3 separate regions of the Mus musculus genome follow, and regions 1 and 2 are each linked to region 3. Evidence: chromatin contacts called from public Hi-C and HiChIP or PLAC-seq data. All regions are on one chromosome and are shown on one strand. Each heading gives the region's core, a stretch centred on a gene start, on an enhancer-like site or on the middle of the called end of the contact. The rest is flanking DNA. Distances are from core to core; before and after follow the strand shown.

Region 1 (3,491 bases), core at 531-3,030, 320 kb before region 3:
TAAACATCACAGTTATGTCTTCACCTCATCAAGAACTATCCTCTCACAGCGGGCACTGTGGGAGCAATTTACCTAACACTCAAACTCTGGGAAATGCGGTCCCAACCCCGAAGATGTCAGCAGTCCATCCCATGTCTGCAGTCTCTCTCCTAGTAAACCATCTACTTATGTCTTTCACTGACTTTGGCTATAATAAATATTCTAGTACATGAAGGAAGGCCCACTATCTCTAGCACTGAAAGTCAGTATTACCTGTAACCTCCCCCTATGCAAAACAGCTAGTTAATATGGAAATAACCGGGTTATAAGAGAGAAAGATTGCTAATAATCTTGGTAACATTTTGTTGAAGGAGTTTGAGAACTAACTGAACTAGTTAAAATGCAGTTATACAGCGAATTCTTTTTATGACCAGAACCAAATAACTTGCTTTGTTTTATGTCAGATCTCATGCAACAAAAGAATTCCATTTTCCTTATTCATTCTCATAGGTCATGTAGGAAGTGACCACATCAGCCTCTTGACAGATTGCTTCCCTGGTAACAAAAGGGTATTTTATACCTAATTGCCCATAAAGACAGCTGAGTCCAAGCTAAGCATCTTCCATCTCTCTTCTCAATACATTCAGCAGTATGTTAAAGGGGGGTAGGGAGAGTATGCAACCCGGCGTTCGATTCTTAATAATTCACTCATTGCTAATTTCATCTTAACCCACTATGGGTCACCCAGAACTCAAAGACCCCATCGCCCGACAGGGTCAGGAAAGAGGCGTTTCTCTCCTAGTCTGGGGGAAAATAAAATCACAACTCGAGACACCTTCCAGGCCCCCAGACAGGGCCGGCAAAAGGCCCAGCCCCGGAGACCGGGCGGCGTCCCGGGTGTCCGCAGCCAGAGCCCCGGGCGGAGCCTCCCGCAGTGCCCGTTCTTACCCGCCAATCCGCCGCCGCCACCCCCGTCGCCCCCGTGGCCCTTCCTTCGTTGCAGAATGAAGTAGGGGTTGGCTCTCTCGGTGATCCACAGCGCGTTGGCCAGCAGTACCTCCTCCGGATTCACCCACATGGTCCTGGTGGCCGCGGGCAGTCGCACAAAGAGGCCCGCACACTGGCGCGCTCTCCCGGGCACACGCGCGCCCTCCCGCCCGTGGGTGCGGGGCCGCGACGGCCTTCAGCAGGCTGCGGCCCGCGGCTCCCGGCCCGCGACAAAGACCCAGCGGGCAGCCGGGAACGACGACGGGGATCGGGACCCAGCAAGTAGCATCCTCCCTACGGCTCCTCGCTCGCCAAGTGCACAGCCTCGCAGCCCGGCCCTGCCCACCGCAGGGCGAGCAAGCGTCGGGGCTCGGTCTCAGGGCGCGGCGGTGTTCAAGGGCGAGCTTGTGCGGGAATCCGAGCCCCCAGGGCGCCGTGATCACCAGCTGCCGAGCCCGAGATCACCGCTCGTGGACACTGCGCGTCGGGGCAACGAGCTGGAAGGACGCTCCCGGCGCTGGGAATGAATGACGACAGCGCGGCTCAGTCGCCGCGAGCCCGGGTGACCGCGGGTGGCTTCTCGCGAGCCCGGTAGGGACTGTGTGCGGAGCGCAGGGCCCCACGCCCATCCCAGCAGGGAGGAAGCTGCCCCGCTCCCAGAGCCTGCGTGTGGCGTGTGTATTCAAGGCTGACGCTCGGCGGGACAGCGCCACCCCTGCCCCGGAAACGTGTGTTCCCAGGTTCCAGACCTGGCTCTAGAGCCAGGAGTCCAAGGTGGACGCAGCCAATGGTTGGTAATGTTTTTGTTTCCTGCATCCCTGGATCAAGTCACGCGCTAAACTTGTCACCACCGGTGGCCACTCCCCTTCCATTCCTTTGTAATTAAAGTGGCCCAGCTAAATGCATTACATCACTTCTTTCCTTGACCTACAGGGCGTAAGCTATAGAGAAGTTGGAAACAGACCAAAAGCTTAAACCAACTAATTCTCCCCACAGCTGTTCCTATATTGGGCATTAGGAGCTTTGAGGGACACTAGCATTGTTTGTTTGTTTGTTTGTTTATGAAAATTAAACCAGAGGCACTCAGACCAGGCAACTTTATGCTTTTAACAATTTGTCTTTCCCTGCATTCCTGGAATCCCTTTCTGGTCTCAGCTCATTTACTGCGTATCGTACGCGACTAAATGCATTCACCCGAGAGATCGGAGAAATGTTTTCAGCCAAAGAGGTTTTCCTTTTCAGATGACCAGAGTTGTTGACTAGACTCTGCAATGGCCCAAAAGTTAGCCAATCGTGAGAATCTCCTCTTTTCAAATAACCAAACCATTCAAACACATTTTTTATGTGTGTACCTATGATTTAAATGTGTCCTTCCAACCCCAAATTCAGTCACTGTGACAGCATTAATCTGTGGGGCCATTAGAGGCAATTAGGCCGAGTGGGGTCCCTCATCAGGAATGGAGAAAGACACAGAAAGCAGCACACAGGAGTTGGGTTAGTTTATCCATCAGCTCAACTCTGTGAGGAAGCAGACAGAACCAGCAGCAGATGTGGCCCACATGGTTGTAGACTTACTGACCTTGACAACCATGCGAAATAAAAGTCTTTCCTTTAAGAGTTACTCATCTTGCCAGGTGTGGTGGCGCACGCCTTTAATCCCAGCACTCGGGAGGCAGAGGCAGGTGGATTTCTGAGTTCGGGGCCAGCCTGGTCTACAAAGTGAGTTCCAGGACAGCCAGGGCTACACAGAAAAACCCTGTCTCGAACAACAACAACAACAAAAAGAGTTACCATCTCAAGTATTTCATGACAACAGTACAGATGGACTAAGAGCGGTTTGGGTGTGTTTCTGACTGTGTTAAGGACTCTTCCAAGTAGCTGAATGAGCAAACTGGCAGCCATTCCATCAAGGCTTTGTGCCCAGCCCTGAGGGTGCTAAAGAAGTACAAGGCTCTCTTCCTGTCACCACAAGGGTCTTCTCCCTGATTTGTTTAATCATTTAGATACCTGTCCATTGACAGGGTCCCACTGTGTAGCCCAGAATGGCTTTGCACTCAAGAGCCTCTGGGCTCATGAAGCATAAGCATGAAGCTCTCTGGTTGGTCTGCACTAGCAACGGTCTGGCTTTTCACCTGTTTTTCATCTTCAGTCTCTTTAGGAGACAGACACTAGACCTTCAGGCCTTTAAAGATGCTCAACACAGTTAACAGACGCAGGTATGTTGCTTTGTGGCAGTATAATTTCTAAAACTACAATAAACCCGCCATGCTGAGAACGGAGACAGTGGGGCAGCCTGAACTCAAGTCTCTCCACCTTGAGAAAAGCATGCATTAGACTGTCTCACAGTTAAATCTAGCTTCTGTTTTTTTGTGGGTTTTTTCTGTCCTTTATGTCTTGGGTTTCTGTAATGTAGGCACTTCTATGGGCACAACGGAGAGAAAGTTTGTGCTTTCTGTCTTGTTTGGCAAACACAATAAAGATTGTTTTCCATTACCAATTTCTACTTCCTACATAGAAACTGAGGT
Region 2 (3,681 bases), core at 443-2,942, 260 kb before region 3:
TTCTGCATCCTTTCAGAATCCTAGTCAGACACTCTCCAAGATGCTTCCAGGCATTAAATCTCAGACTGGGACAGCATCATTTTTCAATTTTGTTCTCAAGCTTCCAACTTCTAGGGCCAAGCAGTTACAGAATTCTCTGCTTCTCCATTGCGCAGATAGTCATTGTGGCACAGATTGTGTGAGCCAATCTAATAAAGTTCTTATAATTATAAGCGGAATATACATTGTATAGGAGGAGACCATGACAAATGCAGATATCTCTAGAGTGTAACCCTGGATAACACAGAGCAGATGTCCCAAGAACTGCTTAGGCAAAAGATTCCAGCTGAGTGGAGATACTGACATTGCATAGGGGCCACCACCTAAAGAGGCTTCCTCAAGCATATCCTTGTCTCCCTTGTCTCTGTTCTGGGCATCCTGATCCTAATGAACAGGGCAGAAAGGCAGAGCTCTGCCAAGACACAAAGAGTTCAGGGTATTGCTTACTTGTTTTGAGTTTGGCTTTATGTGTATGAGCCAGGTAATCATTTGGCCAATCACTGAACAACTGAACACATTCCATGGGCCAGGCCCAGGTAACAAATGGGGAAGGCAGGAAGATCTTTGCTCATTGGAGAATGTGTTGCAGTCATTATTTTCCTTTTGGGTTTGAAATGGTTTCTCTGTTGGTTTAGAGAGAATACCACAGATCCTATACTCTGGTTGCATAATCATGGCGGTGCTGGGGAGCCTGTTAGCCATTAGCAGGAGGTTTACTATCCTGAAAGTCATTGTCCTAGGTCTTGTCTCTGATCACCCACTCACTTTGACTGCCCTGAAGCAGTGTTGACAAATATAAGTGCATTCTCACACCTACCTCCTAGATTCCCTCTCTGATGTCTTTTTTTTTTTCCAGAGTATTGCTAAATAATCCAGTACAGGGCTGCCTTGAATTCTCTATGTAAGCCCAGGCTAGCCTAAAACTGGAAGCGATCTTTCCCTACTTCTGCCTTCTGAGAGTTTGTGTTATAGTCATGTGTTAGCATGACTGGCTGGTTTCATTTCTGTTTTTTTGTATATGTGACTTACTGCCTGGTAATATGTGGATAATTTACTTCTTGTCTCTATTGTGTGTGCTTCTGCTATATCTCGAGACATAAGTCTAGAGCTATGTGTGTCTCCTACTGTACTCAGCTAATAGTAATTGAGAAATGAAGTGAGCCCCATCATGTCAGGCTTCCCATTTAGGTCCTATGTTGTTGTTTAGGAAATGCTTATGCGAGCAAACATAAGAGTAGCATTAAGAACATTCATTGCTCTTGTAGAAGACCCAGGTTCGATTCTCAGTGCCCACATGGTGGCTTATAACTGTCTCTAATTCCAGTTCCAGGTGATCTAACACCCTTTTTCGATGCATGTGGTGCACAGACATACATATGAGCAAACCTATACATATAAAATAAATAAATAATTAATCTAAAATAAAGAAGTTCTTGCTGTGTAGGCCTGGATGGCTTGGAACTTGTTATTTGTGGCAATCCTCCTGCTTCTGCCTCTAGAGTCCAGGGATTACAGGTATATGACACCACACCAGACTGGATGATTTTTCTGAAGGAATAATGATGCCGAGAAAACTGCCCAGGCCCTTACTGTGGCTACTAGTCCCAGCAAGGAAATTGGGTTTAATTTGTTCCTGCGACTAAGAAATGAGAAGTGATTCACAAATGCCAAGTGTGTTGGTGATGAATGTAGTCATGGCTGGCTCTTATGCCAATGGGTCAGTGATGAATGGAGTCGTGGCTCTCTCCCATGCCACAGTTCTTCCTCTCGTCTGTCCAGCAGTCTAGTTTTCATTGTTCTAATGAGTCTCTGCAGGGGCAGGGTGAGCAGGCCGCTAATGAAGCCTGGGTCGCCTGGTGGTCTGAGTTGAGTCTAATTGGAGCCAAATCATCTGCTCTCTACTTTATCCTGTGAAGCATGAGGAGACGCTGGGAAGCAGCAACTGCTTTCTTCAAGCACTCAGGGAAGTTCGATGCTGTAAACTCTCCAGGCCTTGCAAAGGAAGTGTTTATGGGAAGTGAAGCTACCGTGGCTAACCTCAGCTTTTGGTTTAATTTTTGTTCTCACTTATGTCTTCCTCCCATTGCTCTGAATGTTCTTCTGACTTCTTAACACAATCCTTTAGTTAAAGCCCTTGATGTTTATAATGGTGGACAATGTAAAATTTCAGGTTTTAATATTGAACTGTGTACACACACACACACACACACACACACACACACACGAGGATAATCAAAGCAGATCTGATTATGCATACCAGGCTGGCCTCCGATGTATAGAGATCCAGCCTCTGCCTTTCCTTTGCTGAGATCAAAGGAAGGTGACGTCATGCCCAATCCATTTTGACGACAAATGGCTTTGCTTGACAATTAAATTATAGTTATATAATATATAATAGAATTGTATACTTAAAATCACACACATACACACACACACATCCATCCATATGCCAATTGCAAAACTGAGTTTTGTCTGAATAACTTGATTCCGCTTTGCAGAAAGCAGCCTGCACTTCTGTAGAAGGGCAAAAGTCACAGACTCAACTCCATTTGGCTAGAGATTCCTTCAGAAGAAGCTAAAAGCCTCTGACTTCACTTTCACTGTGGGGTGTGGGGAGGGGTTTTGTCATTGTCATGGTAAACTCTGAAACCCAAGTGCTTGTTGTAGATGTGGCACAGAATGGGTAATCATGGGCGCTTCTGTCTCACCATTCTGTGCCCTGGAGTTCTCTTCCTAACAGGAATGGGAAGCAGGGTTGCTGCAGGGAAGAGTCTGAACAGAGAACTAAGTTTTAACCTGAAGTATCAGTATAAAGTCATGAGGTAGCTTTTCTTGCTCTCTTTCCCTGTGCCCTCTCTCCTTTCTTCTATCCTTCCTCTCTTCCATAAATAAAAATGTGTGCACTATAGAAAAGCCTAGATCAGTGACTGCCCCAGCCTGCATCTCCACATACCACTTTTTAGAGATAAGGCTAATTTCATGTTTGGAACAAGAAATGTGTAATACAGTTTTAGGAGATTGGATTTTAGTAGACAGCAAGGATACTTTTAAATATTAGTGACATTCTGTTAGGAGGGTGTAAGAGTCACTTAGAGACCTCCATGGACAACAGATTGGCAAATGTGAACTTTCTGTAGTTGGATCACCTCAGTTCCAGGTCTGCCAGGCAGGCTGCTCTCATGAGCATCAGACACAGGAGAGGCTGAGCTGAGTCAGGACTTGCTTTTTCCAGCCTTGACCTAGTCAATCACAGTGTTCCAGTTTTCTCTCATCCAGTGCAATGTCCCCATCTGCACAGGCATCTTGAGATACTTCCGATGATCTGCCTTGAAGGTGGCAAGGTGTTTTTGTCTTGTTTTTTGTTTTGTTTTTGTTTTTGACAGGGTTTCTCTGTGTAGCCCTGGCTGTTCTAGAACTCACTCTGTAGACCAGACTGGCCTTGAACTCAGAGATCTGCCTACCTCTGCCTCCCAAGTGCTGGGAGTAAAGATGTGTTGCCACTGCTGCCCAGTGAAAATGTTAATTTTTTAAAATATATGTCCTCTTATTATTCTTTTCTATTTTTTTCTTAATGTTTAGTTAGCATTTAAATGCTATGCTTCCCAGTTTCCTCCCCAGGTGTCCCAGACAGCCCAGTATAAT
Region 3 (3,582 bases), core at 552-3,051:
AGAAATGATTCTACTGTCTTGAAAAGGCATTGAGAGAAATGATTTTACTGTCTTGAAAAGGCAAACCTAGAGTACCTGATTATTTTGACACATAACAGCCAAGAAAGCACCATTCACTTTGTTACACATTTTCTTGTTTCATCGTATCGTTTCTTTGCATGAAAACAAGTGAAACTAATTTACAGGGGCACTGTCCTCTCTCTCACAGCCATGGATAATAGACACTCGGTGGATTATATAACGAGCTCCTCCCCAGACTTCTGTTAATCTTTTTCACCATGTTTAGGACTTTATTCTTATCCTGTCCCAGAAGCTGTTTGACATATCCTTACTACTTGTAGCTGGTGTAAATCCGGGGCAGTTCATTCTGTGTTTTGGTGAGTAAATTTCCCTTATGCTTTAAACCTATATAACATTTTTGATAAGACAAATGTACATTAGCCTATGCAAACAGCTAAAGAGGGCCATTCTGAGGAGCCCAAAGGCTGTTTATCCCCAGGAAACATTTACCTCTTAGTTGTATGCCTGGTTTACACCATGCACAATTATGTTCTTTTCCTGACTCAGGCTGGGAAAGGTTTTAAAGTCTTTCTGTGTGTCTGTGTGTGTTGGGTGAAGGGGGGTATGCAGTCATTGCAGAAGTTTAGCACTTTATGGAGATATTGGTGGAGAGATATTACTATAGTATTATGAGCTGAGTTGTAACCCCTCCACCCACCATTATATACTGAAGTCCTCACTGGTATCTCAGAATGTGAGTATAGCAGATTGCATCATTAAGAGGTAGTTAAAATTAAAATGAGGGCGTCAGGTATGCCCTTAAGTATGAACAACATCTCCATTATAAAAGAAGCTTGGACATAGTCATGTGAAGACCCTGAGCAGCTGCGATTCACAAGCTCAGATGAGCAGCCTCAGAAGGAATGAAGCCAGCACACATCTAGATTGTGCACTTGTGAGAAAGCAAAGCCCTGTTGTTTAAGGCAGACAAGATGGCTGTACTTGACATAGCCCTTGTAGGCTAAAATCAAGCAATAATAGCTAACGAGGAAGAGGGCAGTGGGGGCAGGTGGCTCTAGAATAGTTCAGGGGAAGGAAGGCTCTTCAGCATCTATTTCTCCACTTGTGAGATGCCATAGAGACAATGTGTTATTTGCCTTTTAATCCTAATTTGTACATGGTAAATGATCAGGCACAGTTAATTAATGCAGTGGTGATTAATGGGGAAGGTGTGCTCCAGGTTCAAACTGACTGTGTGATGTGTGGGGGAAAGAGGAGAGTCTGTTGTTAGGGAGACACAAACATCAGACCTTGGCTTTAGTTTCTCTGTGCCTCGATTTCTCTTGCGGGACAGATCATCATTGTACCTGCCATGTTGTTTGCTATGAGTCTGAAAGGTTCTAGCTCTACCCCACACTGTGGGCCTGTGAGTCATTTCAACAATGTGGAAGGCATATGTGAACCCTTTCACATCTCTGCTTAACAGCTGACAAAAAGATGAAAGACTGTGTCTGGCTGATAATGCTATTGGTTCTTTGGCCAAATTCCAACTTACGTTATTGTCACATAAGTGGCCAGACACTCCTACTCTGGGCAGAAGATGTGGCTTTTATAAATCTGAAAAGGAACTCCCAAGAAGTCTGAAATAAAAACAGAGATCATTCTGTTCTGTACCTTGCCTGTGTAGCATCGTATTATGTATTAGCACAGATGTTAAGATAAACAATTCCCATTGTTTACTGACTAATGACAGCATTCAGGCTAATGTGGCTGAGAAGAGTCAGGGAACTTGGTTCACATAGAGATGGGGAGCACAAATGCCCAGCTGCTGTCCTGGTCTGTATTTGGAGACAGAGCAGGCCCTCCTATACCATGTCTAAAAATTGAGCAAGTTTGCTTAAAATTCAGGCCACAGACTGGAACTCAAAGGGGTCACAAACCAACAGCTGGATTTCACATAGTTTGTCATGACCAGGTGAGTTTTCAGTAAGTTATAAAGGGTGGAAGCATGGACAGAAGCAAAGGTGATCAAAAGAGTGCAGCCAGCATTCGTCAACACTGTAAGCTCCAAATGATCATTTAATTCAGCCAGTAAAGATTAAGGGCAGGCTGAGAGTGTGGGCCTGCCACTAAGGTAATTGCTGAGTCATATCAGCCTTCACCAGACTCAGACATTTAACCAAAGACTTCCCTTTTGTAAGATCTATCTGCTCTCTAAGTTCCTGCTAGTCTAGAACAGCGTGCATTATATTTAAATTTTTCTGTAGACAACTAAAAGAAAGATTGGGAAAATGTAAATCAAAACAACCTTAAGATTCCATCTTACACCCATCAGAGTGGCTAAGATAAAAAAAAAACAAAAAAAACCAAAAAACTCATGTAAGTGACAGCACATGTTGGCAAGGATGTGGAGCAAGGGGAACACTCCACCATTGCTAGTGGCTGACAAAACTTGTACTAACACTTTAGAAATCAATTTGGCATTTTCTCAGAAAACTGGGAATAGTTCTACCTCAAGACCCAGCTATACCACTCCTGGACATATAAGCCAAAAGGTGACTCAACATCCCACAAAGATACTTATTCAACTATGTTCACAGCAGCTTTATTCATAATAGTCAGAAATTGAAAACAACCTAGATGTCCCTCCACTGGAGAATGGATAAAGTAAATGTGGTACATTTACACAATGAAATACAATTCAGCTATTAAAAACCAAAACATTGTGAATTTTTCAGAAAAAGGGATTGAACTTGAGAATATCATCCTAAGTGAGGTAACCCAGTCCCAAAAAGACCTGTATGGTATGTACTCGCTTAGAAGTGGTTATTAGCCATAAAATACAGGTACCATGTACATTCCACAGACCCAAAGAAGCTAAACAAGAAGAAAGACTCAACTCAAAAGTCCAAGCATTCCCAAGCATGGAAGTCTCAGACTGTGGCAGCACCTTGTGTTGATGGTAAAGATACAGCAGCAACTGGCAAGATTCTGGGTAAGACTATATTCAAAAGCAATGGACTTAGCCTCTCAGACAGGAAGAAGTGCAGGGTAGGCAGTCCTAAGGTTGGCTGAGTCCACAATGCTACTGTTGAGGAGTCAATGCTTAGGTCCTTCTCTTGTCTGCCCACATCCTGATACCAACAGACCTGGGATGCTCTCAACCTTGATCTGTGAAACCAATCACTGGAGAGATGCAGAACTGACTGAAATGCCAAGAACAAGAGGCTGAGTGCTCAGCTCTAACTGGGGCATCTGCATTGCCTGTCCCTGCCATGAGCACCATCACCAAGGCTCAGGGAACATTGCAGAAGAGGAGGAGAGGATGGAAGAGCCAGAGGATGGGAGAGTGCTGAGAGATGCTGCCTTCTGGACAGGATGTGGCTGTCGTAGTCATGAAATCCCAGCAGCTGTTGTTACCAGTGCAAGACCTACTGAAGGCAAAAGCAACCAGAGGAGAGTTACAGCATAGAATTCAGATTAGTCAATGGCACCACTTGCTATGGAGCTATGACAATGGCTGGAGAAGGGAGGATCATTCTTTATTGAGTATGTGACCCCTGGTAGAATCCCTATGCTCCA

What was found. A called contact is a pair of places that touch in the nucleus more often than the background predicts. HiChIP or PLAC-seq counts read pairs in DNA pulled down with a chosen protein or histone mark.
Region 1: an H3K4me3 HiChIP or PLAC-seq map of bone marrow-derived macrophages shows a contact between it and region 3, with 4 times the contacts expected there. The contact joins the promoter of Tbc1d9 here to the enhancer-like site in region 3. A contact is called at or near these places in 14 of 39 promoter capture datasets (the 3T3-L1 cell line, the C10 cell line, the HPC-7 cell line and 9 more), 1 of 15 datasets of contacts at CTCF or cohesin (pro-B cells), 10 of 484 Hi-C or Micro-C datasets (bone marrow-derived dendritic cells, bone marrow-derived macrophages, cardiomyocytes and 6 more) and 3 of 115 datasets of contacts at active chromatin or transcription factors (astrocytes, bone marrow-derived macrophages and fibro-adipogenic progenitors).
Region 2: a contact with region 3 is called in a Hi-C map of bone marrow-derived macrophages, with 28 read pairs. The contact joins two enhancer-like sites. A contact is called at or near these places in 2 of 39 promoter capture datasets (liver and maxillary cranial neural crest), 1 of 15 datasets of contacts at CTCF or cohesin (the NIH/3T3 cell line), 17 of 484 Hi-C or Micro-C datasets (CD8 T cells, the G1E-ER4 cell line, LSK cells and 9 more), 1 of 115 datasets of contacts at active chromatin or transcription factors (the HPC-7 cell line) and 1 of 9 other capture datasets (embryonic tail).

Annotation. Positions count from the first base shown.
Region 1 is chr8:83,163,641-83,167,131 of GRCm38.p6, reverse strand. Tbc1d9 (TBC1 domain family, member 9) reads right to left here and starts at 1,780. Exons shown (of 21, transcript NM_001111304.1): 1 at 928-1,780. The coding sequence starts at 1,057.
Region 2 is chr8:83,101,527-83,105,207 of GRCm38.p6, reverse strand. No RefSeq gene overlaps it. Among named protein-coding and RNA genes, the nearest start is that of Tbc1d9, 62 kb to the left of the region's middle. Within about 2 kb of position 1,692, at least 49 of the 459 cell types and tissues checked have an H3K27ac peak or open chromatin away from gene starts, as enhancers often do. A contact at or near this core is called in the HPC-7 cell line and bone marrow-derived macrophages, where this site is marked.
Region 3 is chr8:82,844,845-82,848,426 of GRCm38.p6, reverse strand. No RefSeq gene overlaps it. Among named protein-coding and RNA genes, the nearest start is that of Gm31545, 9.1 kb to the right of the region's middle. Within about 2 kb of position 1,801, at least 31 of the 459 cell types and tissues checked have an H3K27ac peak or open chromatin away from gene starts, as enhancers often do. A contact at or near this core is called in the HPC-7 cell line and bone marrow-derived macrophages, where this site is marked.